3 separate regions of the Mus musculus genome follow, and all the other regions are linked to region 1. A link is a contact called in public HiChIP or PLAC-seq data. All regions are on one chromosome and are shown on one strand. The core of a region is the stretch at or near the end of the contact, and the rest is flanking DNA. Distances in the headings are between cores, read along the strand shown.

Region 1 (2,700 bases), core at 73-2,572:
AACATGGAACATAAATTATTACCAATAACTATAAATAATACAAGGGGGAGAGGGGCTTCTTTTGATCCCGTGATACCAAGAAAAACAAAATAACATTCCGAATCAGTAAATGAGAACAGAGGCCAACAGGCTGTCATCTATATAGGCTTTATTTTTAAAACCTTTGCACCATCAGAGTGCACTGAAATATCTTAGGTGCTCCTGAAAGCAATGGGGCGTGCAAATATGGCCATCACTGGAAGACCACAGGTCCCCCTTTCATTTTCTAGGGTAACAAAGAACAGGTGATGTGTTTCAGCCTGTATTTTTCAGTCAGAACAATGCCGGGCCCAGGGAGAGCACTGAAGACTTGTTTGTTAGCTGAGTGGGTGAGGAGGCAAGCTGACAAGTGGCTGTCACCCGGAAGCTGCCTCCTCAGCAGCCAGCCGCCAGCATCCTGTGTAGCCTCACCTGTCCCGCAGCACCGACCTGAGTTCGCGCTCGCTGCCCGGTGCAGTCCTCAGGTGGCCGCTCATTGCTCACTGCGGGGCCTGGTGAGGAACGGCGGCTGGGCGCGCAGAGCGGGGACCGGGAACCCTAGGCGGCTCGGGCCTCAGTTTCCCAATGTGTGTTCAACAAGCAACAGGCGCGCGCTCGCCTCGCCGCAGCCCGGGGTGGCCGTCCGGCTCTACCTGGCATTGTGAAAAGAGCCTAGCCGCCATCGCCGGGCGAGCGCGACGCGCCGAGCAGCTTGCCACAGCCCGCGCTCCTCGCGCGCTCCATCCTCCTTCGCTTCCAGCGGGAGAAGGCGCGCGGGAGAGCCAAGCGAGGGCGCGTGCGCGCGGCAGGCGGGGTCGGGATGCGCAGGGAAGCAGTGGGGCGCGCATGCGCGTGCGCGCGACAGGCGCCCCGGGGGGTACGGTCTACGCGCCCGCAGGTAGGTTGCGGGTGCGCGCCCCAGGACAAGGGCAGCGATGGAGGCGTGTCAGAGCGTGGGCGCGCCACTGGCTGGGAGCGGAGCCCTAGAGAGGAGAGCGGAGGGCGCGTCCGCGTCCGTGCGCGTACGCGCGCGCGGCAGGTAGGGGGCGGGGTCCGCGTGCCGTAAAAAAGGGGCGGGGCCCTGTGCAGGCAGGTAGGCGCGACCCCGGACCCCTGTCCTCCGTGCGCGTGTGCGCAAGGGCGGGCGGCAGGCAGGGGGCGGGGTCTGCGAGAGGTAGGAAAGGGGCGGGGCCCGGGTGCAGGCAGGTAGGCGCGTCCACCGCCAGCCCCGCCCCCGTGAGCGTGCGCGGCCCTCCCTTCAGGCGAGAGCGCGCTCTTCCCGCGCTCGCGCCGGCCGGCGTTCAGTCTACGAGCCGCGCACTCGAAGGAGCTTCTGCCGCCGCTGCCGCCGCCGCCACCACCACCGCCGCCGCCGCCTCGGCCGCGACTCCCGACCGGAGGTTGCCCTCGTCCTCAGCCTTCTCAGGCCTTTCCCGCCCTTCGCCCCGCCGGCCGCTGGCGCCTGGCTTCGACGCGGGGTCGCGAAGATGGAGGTGCCGCGCCTGGACCATGCCCTCAGCAGCCCCAGTAGTCCGTGTGAGGAGATCAAGAACCTCAGCCTGGAGGCCATCCAGCTGTGCGACCGTGATGGTGAGGAACGGAGGCACCGGCGGGAGACAAAAGGACGCGGGCGGAGGTGTCCGGTCCCTGGGAGAGGGCGCCTCTCGGGTCCGCGGGAGAAGGCTGCTGGAGGGAGAGGGCGCCTCTCGGGTCCGCGGGAGAAGGCTGCTGGGGGAAGAGGGCGCCTCTCTGGTCTTTAGGAGAGGGCGCCGCTCAGGTCCGCGGGAGAAGGCTACCGGGGGAGAGGGATCCAATGGGTCCGCGGGAGAGGGCTCCACTGGGGAAAAGGAACCGTTCGGATCCGCGGGAGAATGCTCCGCGGTGGAGAGGGCGCCTCTCGGGTCCGCGGCCCGGTGTTGCCTATTCTGCAGCAGGCAGATCTTGGGTCTCCCGACCAGGGACTTACCCGCCACCGCGAAGGCTAGACTGGATAGGCTTGAACAAAAACTTACCCATTCTCTTGCAAACCTCTGAACCCCAGGAGTGTCTGTCTAACTGGGGTGAGCCTCCTAGTATTTTAGTCGGGGACAGAAAAGCTGCGTTTCAGCACCAAGGACAGACACTAGGCTCTTGGTTCTGGGCAGGGATTATGAGGCTGTCAAAAATCCGAACAGGATATTGGTCCTTCCTCTACGTTTGCTGAGATTCGGTGTGTGTGCAGCACACACCATTGTGTGTTGATGTGTCAGTACTCTATTGTTAAAGTTGGCAGTCTACGAAAAGGAAATGACTGATCACAGGGTCCGAGTGTTAAAGTGCTAGCTAGCTAGTACTCTGCAGTGTGGGCACGGCGCTGTGTGTTGGGCTAGTTAGAGTATCAGTGTTGGGCACAGAATGGTGTGTTGGGCTAGTTGGAGGATAAGAGTTGTTTCAGTGATTTGGAATAAAACTTCATTTGTAAAGAAGTCGTCTGATTGCTGATTGGCCAAATAATTGTTAAATTCTGCATATAAAACCGGTTGACATGGAAATACGATTATCAGTGAAAATGTTCAACTGTATATGAGTAATAGCTATAGAACATTTTAAAAGAAAAGTTATGAGAGCTATTAATTGGTGCACGGTAAGGTCATTAAATGTAGCAGGATAACTCATATAGGAAACAAAGATCTTGATTTTTTT
Region 2 (2,700 bases), core at 201-2,700, 270 kb after region 1:
TTCACACTATGCCATGGTTTGAATATGCTTGACCCAATATTAGGAGGTATAGCCTTGTTGGAGGAAGTGTGTCACTGTGGGGGCTGGGCTTTAAGACCCTCATCCTAGCTGCCTAGAAGCCAGTCTTCTCCTGTTTACCTTCAAAACAAGATGTAGAACTCTCAGCTCCTCCAGCAAGTGCCATGCCTGCCTGGATGCTGCCATGCTTTCTGCTTTGATGATAATGGACTGAACCTCAGAACCTGTAAGCCAGCCCCAGTTAAATGTTGTCCTTATAAAAGTTGTCTTGGTCATGGTGTCTGCTTACAGCAGTAAAACCCTAACTAAGACACACTTTTAACTACTTAATTATTTACATTGTTCCTTGAGCTCCCTACCTCCAAAAAATTTTAAAAAGAAAGTTTTTTTTATTTTGTTTTTGGTTTGGTTTGGTTTGTTTTTGTTTTGTTTTGTTTTGTTTTGTTGTTTTTGTTTTTTGTTGTTTGTTGTTTGGTTTTTTTTATTTTTTTGGTTTTTGTTTTTTGGGTGGTTTTTTTTTGTTTTTGTTTTGTTTTGTTTTGAGACAGGTCTTATTATGTAGCTTGACTGGCCTGCAACTGTGCTATGTAGCCAAGCTGGCCTCACACTTAAACAGATTGATCTGCCTCTGCTGCCTAAGAGCTGAAATTAAAGGTGTAAGCCACCACAGCCCCCCAAAAGATTATAAAGTGTAACCCTCCACCTTTGAATTATGATGACATTATAATGATAATCAGGGTAAGTGCCCCCTTATAAGCACACTCTCTTTGTAACCTCAAGGGTCTTGAGCAGAGACATTTTTGTCTTGGCTTCATTATCTTTTCTCGAAGTCTAAGTCTCTTTCAGCCCCAGCCTGCCTTCCAGAAATACCTGGTTCATGTAAGCCATGGGCGGCCGGTTTACAACAGTTGTGCTAAGCTTTGCCACTCTGAGTCATGGGGGATTGAAAGGTTTCTCTAACATTCCTTCCACCTCTACAGCTGTCCATAATCCCAAACAAAAAGACTGATCTTGCCAGCCTGGTCTACAGAGTGAGTTCTAGGATAGCCAGAGCTTTACAGAGAAACCCTGTCTCAAAACAAAACAACAACAAAAACAAAAAGAGGAAGAGGAGAAGAAGGAACCAACGAGAGAGAGAGAGAGAGAGAGAGAGAGAGAGAGAGAGAGAGAGAGAGAGAAAGAGAGAGAGAGAAATCTTTTATGAATGCAGAACACAGAGTAAGGGAAGCCTACAGGTGATGGTTTCATGGACTAGAATGGTTATTGTCACATGAAACACATGGCCCTGTTGGAGTTGAGGCTCTCCCTTCCTCCAGCCTTCATGTCTTCGTAGCCATAGCATTCTGGTCTAAGAATTTACATCTTTGTCACATTAGTCAAGACGCCCATTGTGCCCTTCCCCCAGCCTTGAGTAGGCCAAACAAACCCAGGATGGTTTTACAATTTAGCTGAAGTGGCCTGGCCTCCCTGCATTTGCAACTTCCTACAGGAGCTTTGAGGAGCTGACCACCTGCTGAGCTTGCTTTGTAACTCAATCCAGCTGAAACAAAGGATGGGTCTGTGGGCTATTCCTATATAAACCCAGTGCTAACTAAATATTAAACTTAGAGCCTTGATCAGAAACTTTGTCTTGGCTTCATCCTTCTCTCACCCCCCCCCAATCCTTTTTCATTTCCAGCCTCCCTTTCAGGTACCCAGTTTATCCTCAGCTGCTGGACAGCAACACCCCAACCTAAGTATGTTGACTTTTTATTTTGAAATTGTACTTGCTAAGACAGACTCCTTGACTTCCTGTAATGCTCTCCTCACCAACAACTCAGATGCCCTCAACCCATATGATGACTGATCCAAGGACCCTTCCTGACCAGACATAATTTCTTGCACTGAGGGTAGAATGGTCAGGTAGTGAGAACTGTGCCTGTGTGACTAATACAACTTTTTCATTAGTCCAAAGTGAACGACACAGGGGCCTGGAATTTCAGCCATATTTTCTGAGGATTCCTATTGTAACCTAAAAATTAGGAATCTAAGGTCACTGGCATATCCTGAACCCTAAAGCTCTCCACTATGGAGGTCTTTCCCTTCAACAATCTACTACTACACAGAGTTGTACTTCATGCATGTGGCTCATTATCCAGCCCTTATCTTCTATGGTCACATCGTCAACAGTATCCTCACATCTAAATATTACCTCATTTCCTATCAAGTTCTGCATCATTACAACCCCCTAACTCACTACCATCCCACCTCCAAAGCTACAACCACTATTTTTAACACCCACCATGATCACCTTCCTGCTGCCTGTGTCTCTGAGACACACCTGAAGGTGTCACGTGAAAGGAAATAAAACTGTAATTCATGTAATGTATGTTAAATAGCCCAAAGAGTTGTTTCTGAGCTTTGAAACCTGGGGCTGAGAACAGACCAGGACATGCCCGGGCAAGCCCATCGCCTCCCTAGCTCCCACCCCTCTGACCTAAGTTAAATGTTACAGGCTGCTGATGTTTAAATGGACCAATCATGTGAAACCGCGCCAATTCCTCCCCCAGCCCCACTCCTTTTCTATAAAAACCCCTAGCTTCCAAGCCTCGTGGTCGAATCCACTGTCTCCTGTTATGTGAGATACGTTTCGACCCGGAGCTCCGCCATTAAAAAACCTCTTGTTGTTACATCAAGGTGTTG
Region 3 (2,700 bases), core at 11-2,510, 390 kb before region 1:
TAAACAGTTTTTTTTTTTTTTAAATTGCCGTAATAGTATGCCTTATGTAGTTTGGCTTGATCTGCTTAAAGGGTTATAGTTTGGTATTATTAAATATCAATTGATTGTGATCAACATTCCTTTTTGAAAAATATTCTTTCTTCTGTTATTTTCATCCAAGTTTGAGGGAGGTCTCTTGCTAGACAAAAGCCACCCGGCCTGAAATGCTTACGATTATCCTGGAGAGGCAGTAGAGACACCCCACTGCTTTGAGAGGCTTAAAACAAATGTCAAATGGACACGATGAGAAACAATGGTATATTAGTGCAGAAGGTACCTGTTGTAGGAGATTGATTTAGTCTTTACAAAGAAGTCATTTCTTTTTTAGGCTGACAAGGGCGAGGGGCACTCGGGAGGCAAGTGTTGCTGAGCAGGGTCAAGAAACACATGTACATTTAGGGATGCTGGTCCATGGACAGGAGCAGCCAGAAGGAGTTTCAACATAAGGTGACTTGGGGTCAAGGCAGGTAGGAATTTTTCTATAAGAGTTCCATCTCTAGGTCTTTCAGTGAGTCCTGCTGTGGTCATTCGTGAGGAGACCATGAAGACTCAGGCTGGTTAGATGTGCACAGGGTTCCCACTGACTGCAAACCTAGGCCTCTTCTCATCGCTCTGCTTTGAATTTGTATATTCAAAGCACTATGTGGTCTTTCTGTGTGCTGGAATTTTTTTAAATTAAAAAATAATATATATATGTACATATATATATATGTATATATCTATATATACATATATATATATGATAATCGGCAGATAAGGCTAAAGGAAGAGACAAAATTAACTGACTTTCATCTCAAAGGTAGATTTTTAAAAAGCATCTGTAGAAACATATTCCAGAGTTCTCAGCTACAGTCTGCTCGCATTAGCTTGAGAGCCAGCACAGTGTATATTCCTGTTTCCATGGCTACCTGCTAGGCAGCCAAATCCCCCGGGTTATATCAGAATTTTTTCATGAAAAGGCAATTCAAGGCTTTTCAAAAAGTCGTCAATACTATTTTTTTTAAAGCAGATGGGTTATACATTGTTGTAAAAAAATAAATAAAAGTGGTTTTACTACAGCCTTGATTTCCAAGTTATAAATGAAACCAGAGTTGAAGGCGATGGGTTTTAATGGGTTTGATGTTCTGGCATTTAAATGGTTTCTTCTAGATGGTCTCTATGGCAACAAAACTTAGTGCAAGTACCAAGTATCAGATCTACTGTAAAATATTCATGCCACAAAAATTCCTTTCATCCTCATGTTACCCCAATAAACGAAGGCAAAAATGTAGCTTATTCAAAGTACTATGTGGGCAGATACTGTAAAATCATTTTAAGGGCTTACTAAAATTACAATTATAAGTGAACTCTTAAATTGAGTAATGATATCAGGCTGTGTCATATTCTCAAAATGATGTTTTCTTCCCTCAAAAAAAGTATTATTTCAATTGTTCGTTGGCAGACTCTTCTTTTTTTTTTTTTAACCGTAGAAAAACTTAACACATTGGTGGCCGCAATAGATGGTATTTCTGACCCTCCTAATCTCCAGGTGGAGTTTGGGCTTTGGCACCACCCCCCTCAGGTTCCTGCCACCTAGCTTCATCTTTTAGCCGAAACACAAAATAGCTATATAATTGTTAAAAGATAATGGCTCTTTTTAGAATAGACATTTTAAAACAAAAACCATTTTTTGTTTTTTGCTTTGTTTTGTTGTCTTAGTTCAATGGCCAATGTAAAGTGTGTTTTTTACAATTTGCTTTAAAAACCAGACAGCTATCCAGGCATAATGGATTCATTTGGGCGTTGGGGGAGAGGGTTAGGGGGTAAAAAATCTCATTGTCTATGGAATCTTAATATGATTTTTTAAATAGCAGTGATTCATTTATTGTCTACTGGTTTTGCTGTTGGTCATGGGGCAGGAATACATTCTTACTATTACATTTTGTGATTCACATTTTCAGTTCTTGGGTAAGAAGCCATTTGCCAGTAAGACTCTGTCAAAGTCAGTGCCTCTCGTCGGGGTTCATTGGGGCTTGATACAACATGCACTTCTGCATTGTTCGAAGGACACAGATCGCTACGCTCGGCCCCTAGATTTGGCCAAGAGTGGAACACATGGAGGTGAGAGGGGTCAGTGTTGAGGGATCACTCTATAGGCTAAACTGTAGGATGTGGGCAGCAGATGGAACTGGCTGGCCAACTAGAAGAAATGAGTGGACTGAGCTATCTTGAGAGTTGTCACTAGAGTTTATATAGTCTGTTGTGACTTGATTTAGTCTTGATGGACAGCTTTATTCCCTCCGTCAATATCATGGCTCATCTTTTAATGGTTCTGGAAGCTTCCGGTTTTAACTATAAGATGAGCCTGTCTTCCACTGTGTCACATCTTTCATGATTTTAAGTCTTACTTTACAGGCTGGAGAGATGGCTCAGCAGTTAAAAGAGCAGCACCCTGCTCTTGCAGAGAACCCAGATTTGATGGGTATTCCTCAACCACCTCTAACTTCAGCTTCTGGGATCCGGGATCCGTTGCCTCTGGGATCCATGAGCATAGTATTCACATGTGCATGTTCACACAATTGAAAATAAATCTTTAAAGTCTGGTTTAAGGGTTGGGGCTGTGGAGTCTCACGGCCTTGCATACTTGGTAATGCGCCCAGATGTCGAATCTTCACTTGTGAG

What was found. HiChIP or PLAC-seq counts read pairs in DNA pulled down with a chosen protein or histone mark.
Region 2: a contact with region 1 is called in an H3K4me3 HiChIP or PLAC-seq map of embryonic stem cells, with 11 read pairs. The contact joins the enhancer-like site here to the promoter of Phyhipl in region 1. A contact is called at or near these places in 1 of 39 promoter capture datasets (embryonic stem cells), 4 of 484 Hi-C or Micro-C datasets (cortical neurons, embryonic stem cells and spermatogonial stem cells), 10 of 115 datasets of contacts at active chromatin or transcription factors (embryonic basal ganglia, embryonic forebrain, embryonic hindbrain and 5 more) and 2 of 9 other capture datasets (adipose tissue and embryonic stem cells).
Region 3: a contact with region 1 is called in an H3K4me3 HiChIP or PLAC-seq map of forebrain, with 4 times the contacts expected there. The contact joins the enhancer-like site here to the promoter of Phyhipl in region 1. A contact is called at or near these places in 1 of 15 datasets of contacts at CTCF or cohesin (the NIH/3T3 cell line), 4 of 115 datasets of contacts at active chromatin or transcription factors (embryonic forebrain, embryonic limb bud, forebrain and 1 more) and 2 of 9 other capture datasets (adipose tissue and liver).

What each region holds. Positions count from the first base shown.
Region 1 is chr10:70,597,913-70,600,612 of GRCm38.p6, reverse strand. It overlaps Phyhipl (phytanoyl-CoA hydroxylase interacting protein-like), which reads left to right and starts at 1,322. Exons shown (of 5, transcript NM_178621.4): 1 at 1,322-1,608. The coding sequence starts at 1,506.
Region 2 is chr10:70,324,506-70,327,205 of GRCm38.p6, reverse strand. No RefSeq gene overlaps it. Among named protein-coding and RNA genes, the nearest start is that of Gm33704, 32 kb to the right of the region's middle. Within about 2 kb of position 1,450, at least 12 of the 459 cell types and tissues checked have an H3K27ac peak or open chromatin away from gene starts, as enhancers often do. A contact at or near this core is called in embryonic stem cells, where this site is marked.
Region 3 is chr10:70,992,216-70,994,915 of GRCm38.p6, reverse strand. All of the region lies in intron 3 of Bicc1 (BicC family RNA binding protein 1), which reads left to right. Among named protein-coding and RNA genes, the nearest start is that of Gm24486, 110 kb to the right of the region's middle. Within about 2 kb of position 1,260, at least 21 of the 459 cell types and tissues checked have an H3K27ac peak or open chromatin away from gene starts, as enhancers often do. A contact at or near this core is called in forebrain, where this site is marked.